Regions from separate parts of the Zea mays genome. Here region 1 is linked to region 2. The links are chromatin contacts, called in public Hi-C maps. All regions are on one chromosome and are shown on one strand. Each heading gives the region's core, a stretch centred on a gene start, on an enhancer-like site or on the middle of the called end of the contact. The rest is flanking DNA. Distances are from core to core; before and after follow the strand shown.

Region 1 (5,501 bases), core at 2,783-5,282, 580 kb before region 2:
TGACTAAGAATAGAACAAAGTACAGTAATGTACACCCCAAATTAGAACTTCATAAAACATGGTAGACGCAGACCCAAAACAAAAGTGGATCTCAGGGAAATAGGTTCACAACATGCATCGAAGCGCATACCATGTTCGGCTTGTACATGGACTCACAAGCACCATACAAAGATTCTGATGCTGTCCCAGATACAACAAAATCCTTGGCCAGCTCCCTGCATAGTAAAGCACAGATAATAATTTAGATAAATAAAGGTCCCTGACTACAAGCAATAAAACAATAGGTACTGAAACAAGTAATATCCAAAGAACTATAAATAGAACAAACACCAGTAGATAATAGAACAAACACCAGTGGATAGATTGCATTTTTAGAAGAAAAAAAATGATACTGGTTTCTAATTTTCTTGGATTTAAAATAAATTACTTATGATTTTCTTAGATTTAACAATATTTCTATTATTTTTTATAAAACATATATATAAGCAAAAACTGCCTTTTAAATCAAACCAATCAGGGCCAAAGTTGTTCTTGCTGGAAGGACAGCCCTTGTCAAATCTGTTTTATCTGCCATTCCGGTTTACCTGTTAATTGCTTTGAATGTTCCCAATTGGGTTATCAAAGCCATTGATAAGGTCCGAAGGGCTTTCCTTTGGAAAGGAAGAAATGAAGTTAATGGAGGTAGTTTCTTGGTGGCTTCGGATAAGGTTACTAGCCTTTGTGCCTTGGAGGCCTGGGTGTCCCGAATCTTCAGTATATGGGTTGGGCTTTCCAGCTTAGATGGCTTTGGTTTCAAAAAACAGACCCCTCTAAACCCTGGAATGGATTGAAGTTTTGTCCAGAAACAAGTCTGTGACTTCTTTGCCAACTCAGTGATGACCTTGGTTGGTAATGGGCAGAACACAATTTTCTGGAATGGTCGATGGCTCAATGGAGGCACCATTGCTGACATGGCTCCAGAAGTGGTTACTCCTAAGGTGGCATGTTCTAGAACAGTTGCTCAATGCCTCCCTAACAGGGGCTAGGCCAGTGACATCAAGCCGGTGCTGTCCATGAATGGTATCCAACAGTATCTTATCCTTTGGGATTTATTGGAGAATGTAATCCTCGCTGAGGAAGATGATCAGCATCTTTGGAGGCATACTTCAAATGGACCTTCTCATCCAAATCTTGTTATTAGGCCTTCTTCTGGGGGTCTATCTCTTTTGAACACTGGAAAAGACTTTGGAGGTCTTGGGCTCCCCAGAAATGCAAGTTCTTTCTTTGGTTAGCAATGAGAAATAAATGTTGGACACTGATAATTTGGAGAAGAGGGGACTGCAGCACCTGGGCAGTTGCCCGCTGTGCGACCAGGAAAGCGAAACGATACAGCATATCCTCACTAGCTGTGTCTTCACCCGGCAATTCTGGTATCATCTCTTTGCTTCTTTTGGGATGTGTCACCTCTCCCCTAGGTCTGATGATGATTCTTTTGAGGAATGGTGGAGGAGGACCAGCAATTGCATAAGGAAAGAAAAGAGAAAAGGGATCAACAGTGTCTATCATTTTGGGTGATTGGTGTCTTTGGCTGCAAAGGAATAGAACTGTTTTTTATGGTGATCTTCCCTCCATCCAGAAGGTGCAGCAGCAGTTCAGTGATAAACTAACTTGTTGGATCATGGCTGGCGCCAAGGGTTTGGGTCAGCTAGGACTACCTAACTTCATGAGAAGTGTTGGGTCGAGTCCTTTTGCTCTTCTGTAATCTTTTTTCTTTTTCTTTTTCTTTGTTTGGGTTTATGTCCCGATTGCATGTCTTTTTTCTCTCTCTAATATAAAGATGTGCAGCTCTCTTTCTCGTTCGAGAGGGCCAAAGTTGTTGCCTTTGATACTCCAATGACCAAGATATCTGGTTTTGAAGTTTGACAACCAAAATCAGACTCAAGCACTATTGCGGTAGTTCGATGACCAAAAATAGTCTTCCTGTTTAAAATATTTCTTTTACAAATTTTTTTTGCAAGTCACCACACTGGAGACTGCCTAGATGTCCTATACAACTTACATTCGGAACCAGAGGAGACTATATAATTGTATACATGGACATAAGTAGCAAGTTGCAAATACTCAGATTATCAATAATTTCTTTTGTGCAAACAAAATGTGACCAGCATCATGCATTGTTGATGAAGAACAAGCTCTGTGTCAGTGTGTGTTGTGTTCATTCGCGTCAGGAGGGGCAACTAAATAAACCCTAATAAGCATTCAGAAAATTGATTAGTGTGGCTTTATTTTTATTTTCATACTTTTTGTTAAATAACATATTGCATTTACTTGCCTTGTAGATTGTTTTTGAAATATGTTCCTAGGTGAACAAAACTTGAATAGGCATATTGCTCAATACAGTAAAATGGAAGCAGATGATAAGCAGAGAGGAATTTTCATTCCAAGCCATTGACAAAATTGTGGGTCTTATACCACTGGTTCAACTCTAGCACAGTATTACTGCCCACTTTCAGAACAATGTTGCAAATTAGCAGCATGTTAAGGACAAAATTTTCAAACCAGATACCAGTGACATTTCCAGGGCAACTTTGATGAACTAGTGGCACAAGACTCGTTAGCTGAAAATATTGCCTTGACTAGGACCCTAAAACGCAATAATCTCAAGCAGAAAACAAACCAAGCACTTATTCAATAAGAAAACAGCATAAAACAGATACCTACTTTGCACCTAAGCAGTCCATAGTACAAATAAATGGTACGTTGTCATCTCCAAGTCCAGCAATGACTGGCTGGCAAAAATATGGCCCGAATCTGAAAGTTTCATGTGTCATGATAAAAGTTAAACAAACATTGCCAATGAAAGTTTCAGTATTTGAAGATAAAAGCTAATTTGCAGCAACTACGGATTAAGAGGCTTGAAATCCAGTCCTTATATCAAACAGAATCTTTGTGCACATGAACATAATTACCTCAGTTACCCAGATAACGATTTAGTTTCCTCTTATGCCTTGAAGAGAAAAATTGCAACATGAAACTCTAATTATAACAAGACTCCATTTTTAAAAAATAGACTACGAACTTGGTTTATGTGGAGCTAATTCTGGATACATCATTGTTCATGGCTAATAGAAAATAGATGATATCTCATAGCTTAACAGTTTATTGTATATAAGTAGTAAATGTACTATATAAAGTGTATCTGAAGTACTCTGTCAGTGGAATGGTCGGTCCAAAAGGCAAAGCATTTCATATAAAGATCTAGTTTCGAAGTTCTGCATCCCCAAATACCATCACACATCACAGTATACGGTATTGATGACTCGCACTAACTTCCTATGACCAAATCCTCCAGCAGCATGAGCATAAGCCAACATAACCAATAAGTTTTGCATTTATTTGCAGAGTCCATGCTCTGGCAGGGCATAAAAAATTAAAACAACTACCCAGAAGGTCTATCCAGTATCCTACACAATTCCACCAAAAGTACGATAGCAAAATTCTCACCTCTTCTCGTAGAGGAGCGCAGAGACAAGGCTGGCAAAGGTCTCGGGCTTCATGTCCCTCTCCTCCCGCAGCTGATACAGCTTGTGCCTGAACACCAACCGCTGGTACCTGCAGAGGGACCCAAAATCCTAAGCTGCCGAAACGAAGGCAACAGCCCGTGTGTAGAGGAGGGGAGAATTCGGCAACTGCGACTCACAGCGTCTGGGCGTCAGTGGCGAGCCCAGAGAGGCCGATGTAAAGCTTGTCGTGGACCTTGAACACCCGCTGGAAGTCCGTCGCGATGGTCTGAAGCTGCACGCCCAGCCGCCGGTCGCTGGCGATCGCGAAACAGTTCTTCCCCACCATCGCCACCACGGCGGACCCATTATACTCGAAGATCTGCGATGGGTAGGGGGGGCGAAACGGTAAGGAATTCGAGATCCGGGGCGAGGGGAGGACGGCACGGGAGCCAGCGGGGAATCGGGGGACTCACCGACATGGCCAAGGCTGCGGCGACGGCGAGGTCGCGGAGGAGGGTTCGGGTGGATGCGTCGGCGACGAGGATCGGAGGGGAACTGGGGAAGTAGCGACTGGCGACGGCGGTGGCCTGGTGGGCTTATCATGGAGGCCGGGTTGGGCTTCTTTGTGCACTAGAAGGTCCACCGATGCCGGCTCGGGAGCCGCGTGAGAATTCTGGGGCCGTAAAAATACTTTTTTGCACTGTACTGTTTGAAGAAAAGTGAAATAACAAGTTTTTGTACACTGTAGTTAGCAGATTACACATATAGCTATGCAAAACAATTGTTTTGCACTACGGAGTAATTTTAAAATAGATGGAGACAAATAAGCGGTTAGTTAGTGATAACCTTATATCGTATTTAAATGTACTAGAGATAATAGTTAGTTAGTTGAAAGTATATAAAGAGTCTATCTAATAGTTCAACTATTAGCTACTTTTAGCAAATTAGCTAATAATTAGCTAGATATTTATTAGCTAGCTAATTTCGCTAGTAACTAGGTATATAGGGATGAAAACGGACGGAAACGGACAGAAAACTCTTCTCCTGTTTCTGCTCCCGCAATTCATCATCGGAAACGGGTTCGGGAGCGGAACAACCACAGACGAAATTCGGTCGAGTTTATACGGGTTTACGGAAACGAACCAAAACGGCTGAATATTAACCGAAAACAGACGGAATTTGCCTCAACGGAAAAAATTGACCGGAAACAAACACTCACAAGGTGTTGTAGCCATAGTCCAAATTCAATAGTCCACTAAACAACGAGAAAATAAGTCCACATTACCACATGATTACATGACCACATAGCCACTGAACAACAGAAAAAATAAGATTTCTTCATAGCCCGCCATCTTCATTCATGAATTGGAAATCACTATACCAACATTGATCCTACATTTTAGAATACACGTGTATAAGTAATTGCAAATGATAGGTAGCAACAAGCAGCCAACCAGCAAGTAATCCTTGTTATTGCGCTGGTGCCTTGAACATAGTAAATATGGTACTCCCTCCGTTTCGTTTTAATTGTCGCTGTATCCAGCGACAACTAAAAAGAAACGGAGGGAGTAGTGTGTAGCATATCTATATTAATGCATAAAAGCTTCAAACAAACCGTAGGCACTCGTCACAAGGCACCAACGTAGCTCGTCAATCAGCAGCATCTCGGCTGCCCCAACCACCCGGTGCCGCCCCCAATTTCACCGTCCGTGCGTCCGCCAAAACGGATGGGTCCTAGGGACCGTCGGTACACAAGCACAACTACACAAGACAGAGGAGCTAGCCAGCTAGGTGCCTAGGTGTGCTGGTCTGCTGGGGTGCTTGCTGGCTTTGTTGCTTGCTGCGCAAATGCAGGCTGTAAGCATGTGCGTACTGGCGTGTGGTGTACCTGAAATCTGGCAATGGACGAGGACGACGACCGGTCAATGGCGTCCTGCTCCTACGTGTCCGAGGCCCAAGCTGGAGGTTGGAGAAGGAAAACTGGAGATGTGTGTCCACTGTGTCCGTGTCGTGCGGCGT
Region 2 (5,700 bases), core at 1,248-3,747:
GCAAAAAAGTGCGACAAAAGCCTCCAAGCGAGTATTAACACTCCCTTCGAGGCTCGGGGGCTACTGTCGGGGACCATAATTAGGGGTACCCCCAAGACTCCTAATCTCAGCTGGTAACCCCCATCAGCACAAAGCTGCAAAGGCCTGATGGGCGCGATTAAGGTCAAGGCTCAGTCCACTCAAGGGACACGATCTCGCCTCGCCCGAGCCCAGCCTCGGGCAAAGGCAGCCGACCCTAGAGGATTCACGTCTCGCCCGAGGGCCCCCTCAAGCAACAGACACACCTTCGGCTCGCCCGAGGCCCAGTCTTCGCAGAGAAGAAACCTTGGCCAGATCGCCACGCCAACCGACCGTATCACAGGAGCATTTAATGCAAGGATCGCCAGACACCTTTTCCTGACGCGCGCTCTTCAGTTGACAGAGCCGAAGTGACCGCAGTCACTTCGCCGCTCTACTGACCGACCTGACAAGAAAACAACGCCGCCTGTGTCGCTCCGACTGCTGTGACACTCGACAGAGTGAGGTTGACAGCAGCTAAGTCCAGCCTCGGGCGCCATAGGAAGCTCCGCCTCGCCCGACCCCAGCGCTCGGGCTCAACCTCGACGCTGGACGACGGACTCCGCCTCGCCCGACCCCAAGGCTCGGACTCAGCCTCGGCCTCGGAAGACGGTCTGCCTCGCCCGACCCAGGGCTCGGACTCAGCCTCGGCTCCAGAAGACGACGAACTCCGCCTCGCCCGACCCAGGGCTCGGACTCAGCCTCGGCTCCGGAAGACGACGAACTCCGCCTCGCCCGACCCCAGGGCTCGGACTCAGCCTCGGCTCCGGAAGACGATGGACTCCACCTCGCCCGACCCTAGGGCTCGGACTCAACCTCGACCTCGAAGAAATCGCCACCTCGCCCAAACTCGGGTCCGGACCGGCCATGTCGCCAGGGGGGCCATCATTACCCTGCCCCTAGCTAGCTCAGGCTACGGGGAACAAGACCGGCGTCCCATCTGGCTCGCCCCAGTAAACAAATAATGATGGCGCTCCGCGTGGTCCATGACGACGGCGGCTCTCAGCCCCTTACGGAAGCAAGGAGACGTCAGCAAAGATTCGACAGCCCCGACAGCTGTCCTTCCGCAGGGCTCCAGCTCTCCTCCGACGGCCACGACATCACATGAACAGGGTGCCAAAACCTCTCCGACTGCCACGACGACATGGACTTAGGGCTCTAGCTCCTCTCTGCTAGACACGTTAGCACACTGCTACACCCCCAATTGTACACCTGGACCCTCTCCTTACGCCTATAAAAGGAAGGTCCAGGGCTCTCGTACGAGAAGGTTGGCCGCGCGGGAGAACAGGCCGGCGCATAAGGCTCTCGCTCTCTCTCTCCCACGCGAACGCTTGTAACCCCCTACCGCAAGCGCATCCATCCGCCCTGGGCGCAGAACAACACGAAGGCCACGGTTTCCCCTTACTGTTCTCCCTCTTTGTGTCCCGTCTCGCGCCGACCCATCTGGGCTGGGACACGCAGCGACAATTTACTCATCGGTCCAGGGACCACCCGGGGTCCAGAAGATGATGAAGGGGGCAACCACACGATTTGTGATTTGCTTGCTTCACATTTTAGGCTTGGACCATATATATGCATATATTTGTGGCAGTTGGAGCCCACACAGAAAATTTGGATCAAGATGTTAGCCATTTAAAGGCGAGTCTGTTTATTTTTGCATAGTCATATGCGCGATCTGCTAGTCATAATATCTATATACGTGTCAAAAGCTCGAGAGTGAAGAACAAACACGATGATTTTAAAATTTCGTGTAACATCTCTCATTAAAGACAATTGAAATGAGATCCCTCAATTAAATTTGGAGAAAATAAAAAAAGCATGGGCACTTTTGCCGTAATGGAAGATTAATTTAGAATGTTTACCCACTTTCTATCCAAACTTATCCGGGAACGCTGTAGATGGACAGAGATGGGGTGTAACATTTACACACCGCCTTACTTAGAAACATTTCAAATTTACAAATTTAAGAAGACATTTCTCACAGTTGTGATTATACAGTTATATTTAGGAGGTGTTTGTTTGGGTTATATAATTTGTTGTTCAAAATTTATTAGATTATATAATCTGTTTAGATTATAAACTTAAACAAACACCCCTTTAAGCATAGACCGTTCACTCAACACAATCATTCCCAATTTCTAATTGCACAACATTGCAACACTAAAAAAGTATTTTAGTCATCTATCCGCATCCATTCATGGTGGCATCAATTTCATATATAGTATACTGTACAAAAAAATCGAACTGAAAACCAGCACCGAAATTCACAAGAAAACGGTAAACAAGAAAAGAATTACCAAAACGTCTGAAAATTACCAAAACACCCTTCTCATCAACCTCATCACCTACCTACACTCCCTCTTCCAGAGAATCCAGTGGCCTCGCCTCTCCTATAAAATGGCGGCTGCCGGTGTCATCCTCTCCTCTCCGCTCTGCTCCCTCCGCCGTGCGCTCGAACGAACTCCACACGAAATTATCCGCGTAAAGTTGGGGAGCAGCGAACCCGTAGCGCGCGCCCCGGATCCCTCCACGGGGGGCAATGGCCTCGTCGGCGTTCCTGCCCGAGCTGGGCACGCAGGTGGTGGTGCCCGTCGCGGCCGTGGTAGGCATCGCGTTCGCGGTGCTGCAGTGGGTGCTGGTCTCCAAGGTGAAGCTCTCCCCCGAGCCGCGCCGCGGAGACGGCTCCGCCGGGAAGAGCGGCGCCGGCGCCGGCGCCAGCGAGTACCTCATCGAGGAGGAGGAGGGGCTCAACGAGCACAACGTCGTCGTCAAGTACGCCGAGATCCAGAACGCCATCTCCGAAGGTGAGGCTGTGCGCCCATGCCGCTGTTCGTGTTTTCGGATTTTTGTGGATCCGAGGGCGCTTGATCGTAGATCTTGTGGTTCTGGCTGTTTAGTGGTTGAGAAGCTCGACTGCTTTGCTTCGGTGTTGGGTGGGTGGTCGTTCTGCAGTTTTTATTGTTTTGTTTGCTTGCGGCGGGAACCTAATAAGTTTTACTTACTCGATTATGGCTCATATCAGTTTGCAGTGCAGAGTCCACCAGGCGCGCGAATAGAATTTCAGGCGTTTCTTAATTCTTTAGGCGGTTCAGTTTAAAACTGTGCTCTCGATCAGCTAGTGTTCCTTGTTTGTTAGTTTGTTTTATGGATTAAGGCAATTCAGTCTAAAACTGTGCTCTCGATCAGATGGTGTCCCATGTTTGTTAGTTTGTTGCATGGATTTTTCCTGCCGTGTGCCTGCACAGTCAGATCCAACAATAAACTACGGATGCTCCCGCTTAACACAGCGCATCTTATAGTTTTTAGCTGCGTGTGTCCTTATTGCGGTAACTAAACTGTTTCTCGTCCCTACTAGATTTTTTTGTGAGATATTTGTGGTGGGGCTGGATGTGTTCATATATACAGATCTAATGGCAGTGCTCTGTTCTCAAGAGGTCCCGGTATAAGTCCTTGCTGTGACCATCCTGTGGCCTGTGCTGTGACCATCTTGTGGCCTGTGGGGATAGGATAAGTTACTGCAGGCAGCAGATACGTTGCTTGCTGCACCTGTGGTCCTTGCTTCCCTAGTAGGATAACTCGATAACGAACTTTCCGTGGATTTGCATTATTGTAGCAGGTAGAAAATAGTTTTGTTTTCAACCGCATCCGCTGAACTTGGAAGGAATCGTAGTCGTAGAACAGACGCACATGGACCAGAGATCTTGTGGTCCATTCAACAGTGTCATGTAAGGTAATTATTAGTGCACAGTGCCTGTCTGAAGGTGCCTGCAGAGTTTAAAAGCAGTTTGTCCTCTGTTGGGTGGGTGCTTGCATTATTGGCTGCCTCATGTTGGTAATGATATTGGCTGGATTCTGGCCATGTCTTTGCTCAGGATTTGTTTCTTACAATAGGATTAGCATTATGGTGATTGGTTTATGCTTCCCTTGCAGAGCCATACTATGCTCATTATCCTTACAGGAATCAGCAGAGTAGTCCGTATGAAGATTTTTGTGAACCAGCAGAGTAGTCCATATGAAGATTTTGTGAACCAGCAGAGTAGTCCGTATGAAGATTTTGTATGGCTCTTGTCCCATGATATGCACATTTTATTAGTTACTTTAGTATTGCTACTTTCTGCTTTGCTTCCCTTTCTCATGAGGAGATGAGGATTACAGTCCATCATTTATTTTTAACTTAGGTATTATTCTGCCTATTTTGATGTTGACATGCTTCTTGGGTGACATGTCCAGTTGTGTCGTAGTTAACATCACACCAATAAAAGAGGATAAGTACTGCTTATCATCCTATTGTATTTTTGCTGTTAAGTCAATATCTTCAGTATTTGATAGTTCTGTCATCATTTTTAGGCCTTCCCTTAGTAGCGATTATTGTCCGGTTTTATTGTATAATTGTATTTGCACTTGTGGTTCTAAATAAGCCTTGCTTTGTTTTAAACAGGAGCAACTTCTTTCCTTTTCACTGAATACAAGTATGTGGGACTATTCATGGGCATTTTTGCTGTCCTGATCTTCCTCTTCCTTGGTTCTGTTGAGAGCTTCAGTACCAAGAGTCAGCCATGCCACTACAGCAAGGGCAAGACGTGCAAGCCTGCCCTTGCCAATGCTATCTTCAGCACCATTGCCTTTGTGCTTGGTGCAGTCACCTCTCTTGTTTCTGGTTTCCTTGGAATGAAGATTGCCACATATGCAAATGCCAGGACAACTCTTGAGGCTAGGAAGGGTGTTGGAAAGGCATTCATTACCGCTTTCCGCTCTGGTGCTGTGATGGGCTTCCTGCTTGCTGCTAGTGGCCTTTTTGTTCTTTATATTGCAATCAACTTGTTTGGAATTTATTATGGTGATGACTGGGAGGGCCTTTATGAGGCTATCACTGGTTATGGTCTTGGTGGTTCTTCTATGGCTCTTTTTGGTCGTGTTGGTGGTGGGATTTACACTAAAGCTGCTGATGTTGGTGCTGATCTTGTTGGGAAAGTCGAAAGGAATATCCCTGAAGATGATCCGAGAAACCCAGCTGTAAGTATTCTATTTCTGAAGAGTCACATCTTAAACATGAGTTTATTTAATCCTTTGTGCTGAAGCTCTGTAACATGTTATTGACCACGGTAATGTCGTTTGGATGGATATTTACAGTTTTACACCAACATGTTACATTGAAATCTGACTTCTGCGTCTTGCAGGTCATTGCGGACAATGTTGGTGACAATGTTGGAGATATTGCTGGTATGGGGTCAGATCTCTTTGGCTCTTATGCTGAGTCTTCATGCGCTGCGCTTGTCGTTGCCTCAATCTCTTCATTCGGGATCAATCATGAATTCACCCCTATGTTGTACCCACTCCTCATTAGCTCTGTGGGTATCATAGCTTGCTTGATAACCACTCTTTTTGCAACTGATTTCTTTGAGATCAAGGCTGTAGATGAAATTGAGCCGGCTCTCAAGAAGCAGCTTATAATTTCCACTGCTGTGATGACTGTTGGCATTGCACTTGTCAGTTGGTTAGGGCTTCCATATACATTCACAATCTTCAACTTTGGTGTGCAGAAGACGGTGTATAACTGGTACTGCCATTTCTTCAATTGATTCCCTATATTTTAATAACCTTTTTTTCTTCAATTGATTTCCTATATTTTAGTAACATTTTTTC

The links. Hi-C and Micro-C count contacts between places; a contact is called where the count stands out from the background.
Region 1: a contact with region 2 is called in a Hi-C map of ear, with 2.9 times the contacts expected there. The contact joins the promoter of LOC100274112 here to the promoter of LOC100280334 in region 2. A contact is called at or near these places in 4 of 25 Hi-C or Micro-C datasets (bundle sheath, ear, leaf and 1 more).

Annotation. Positions count from the first base shown.
Region 1 is chr9:100,092,533-100,098,033 of Zm-B73-REFERENCE-NAM-5.0, reverse strand. LOC100274112 reads right to left here and starts at 4,032. Exons shown (of 7, transcript NM_001148491.1): 1 at 3,956-4,032; 2 at 3,680-3,861; 3 at 3,484-3,591; 4 at 2,701-2,790; 5 at 131-215. The coding sequence starts at 3,961.
Region 2 is chr9:99,508,526-99,514,225 of Zm-B73-REFERENCE-NAM-5.0, reverse strand. It overlaps LOC100280334 (vacuolar-type H+-pyrophosphatase5), which reads left to right and starts at 2,497. Exons shown (of 8, transcript NM_001153260.1): 1 at 2,497-2,861; 2 at 4,496-5,070; 3 at 5,235-5,614. The coding sequence starts at 2,597.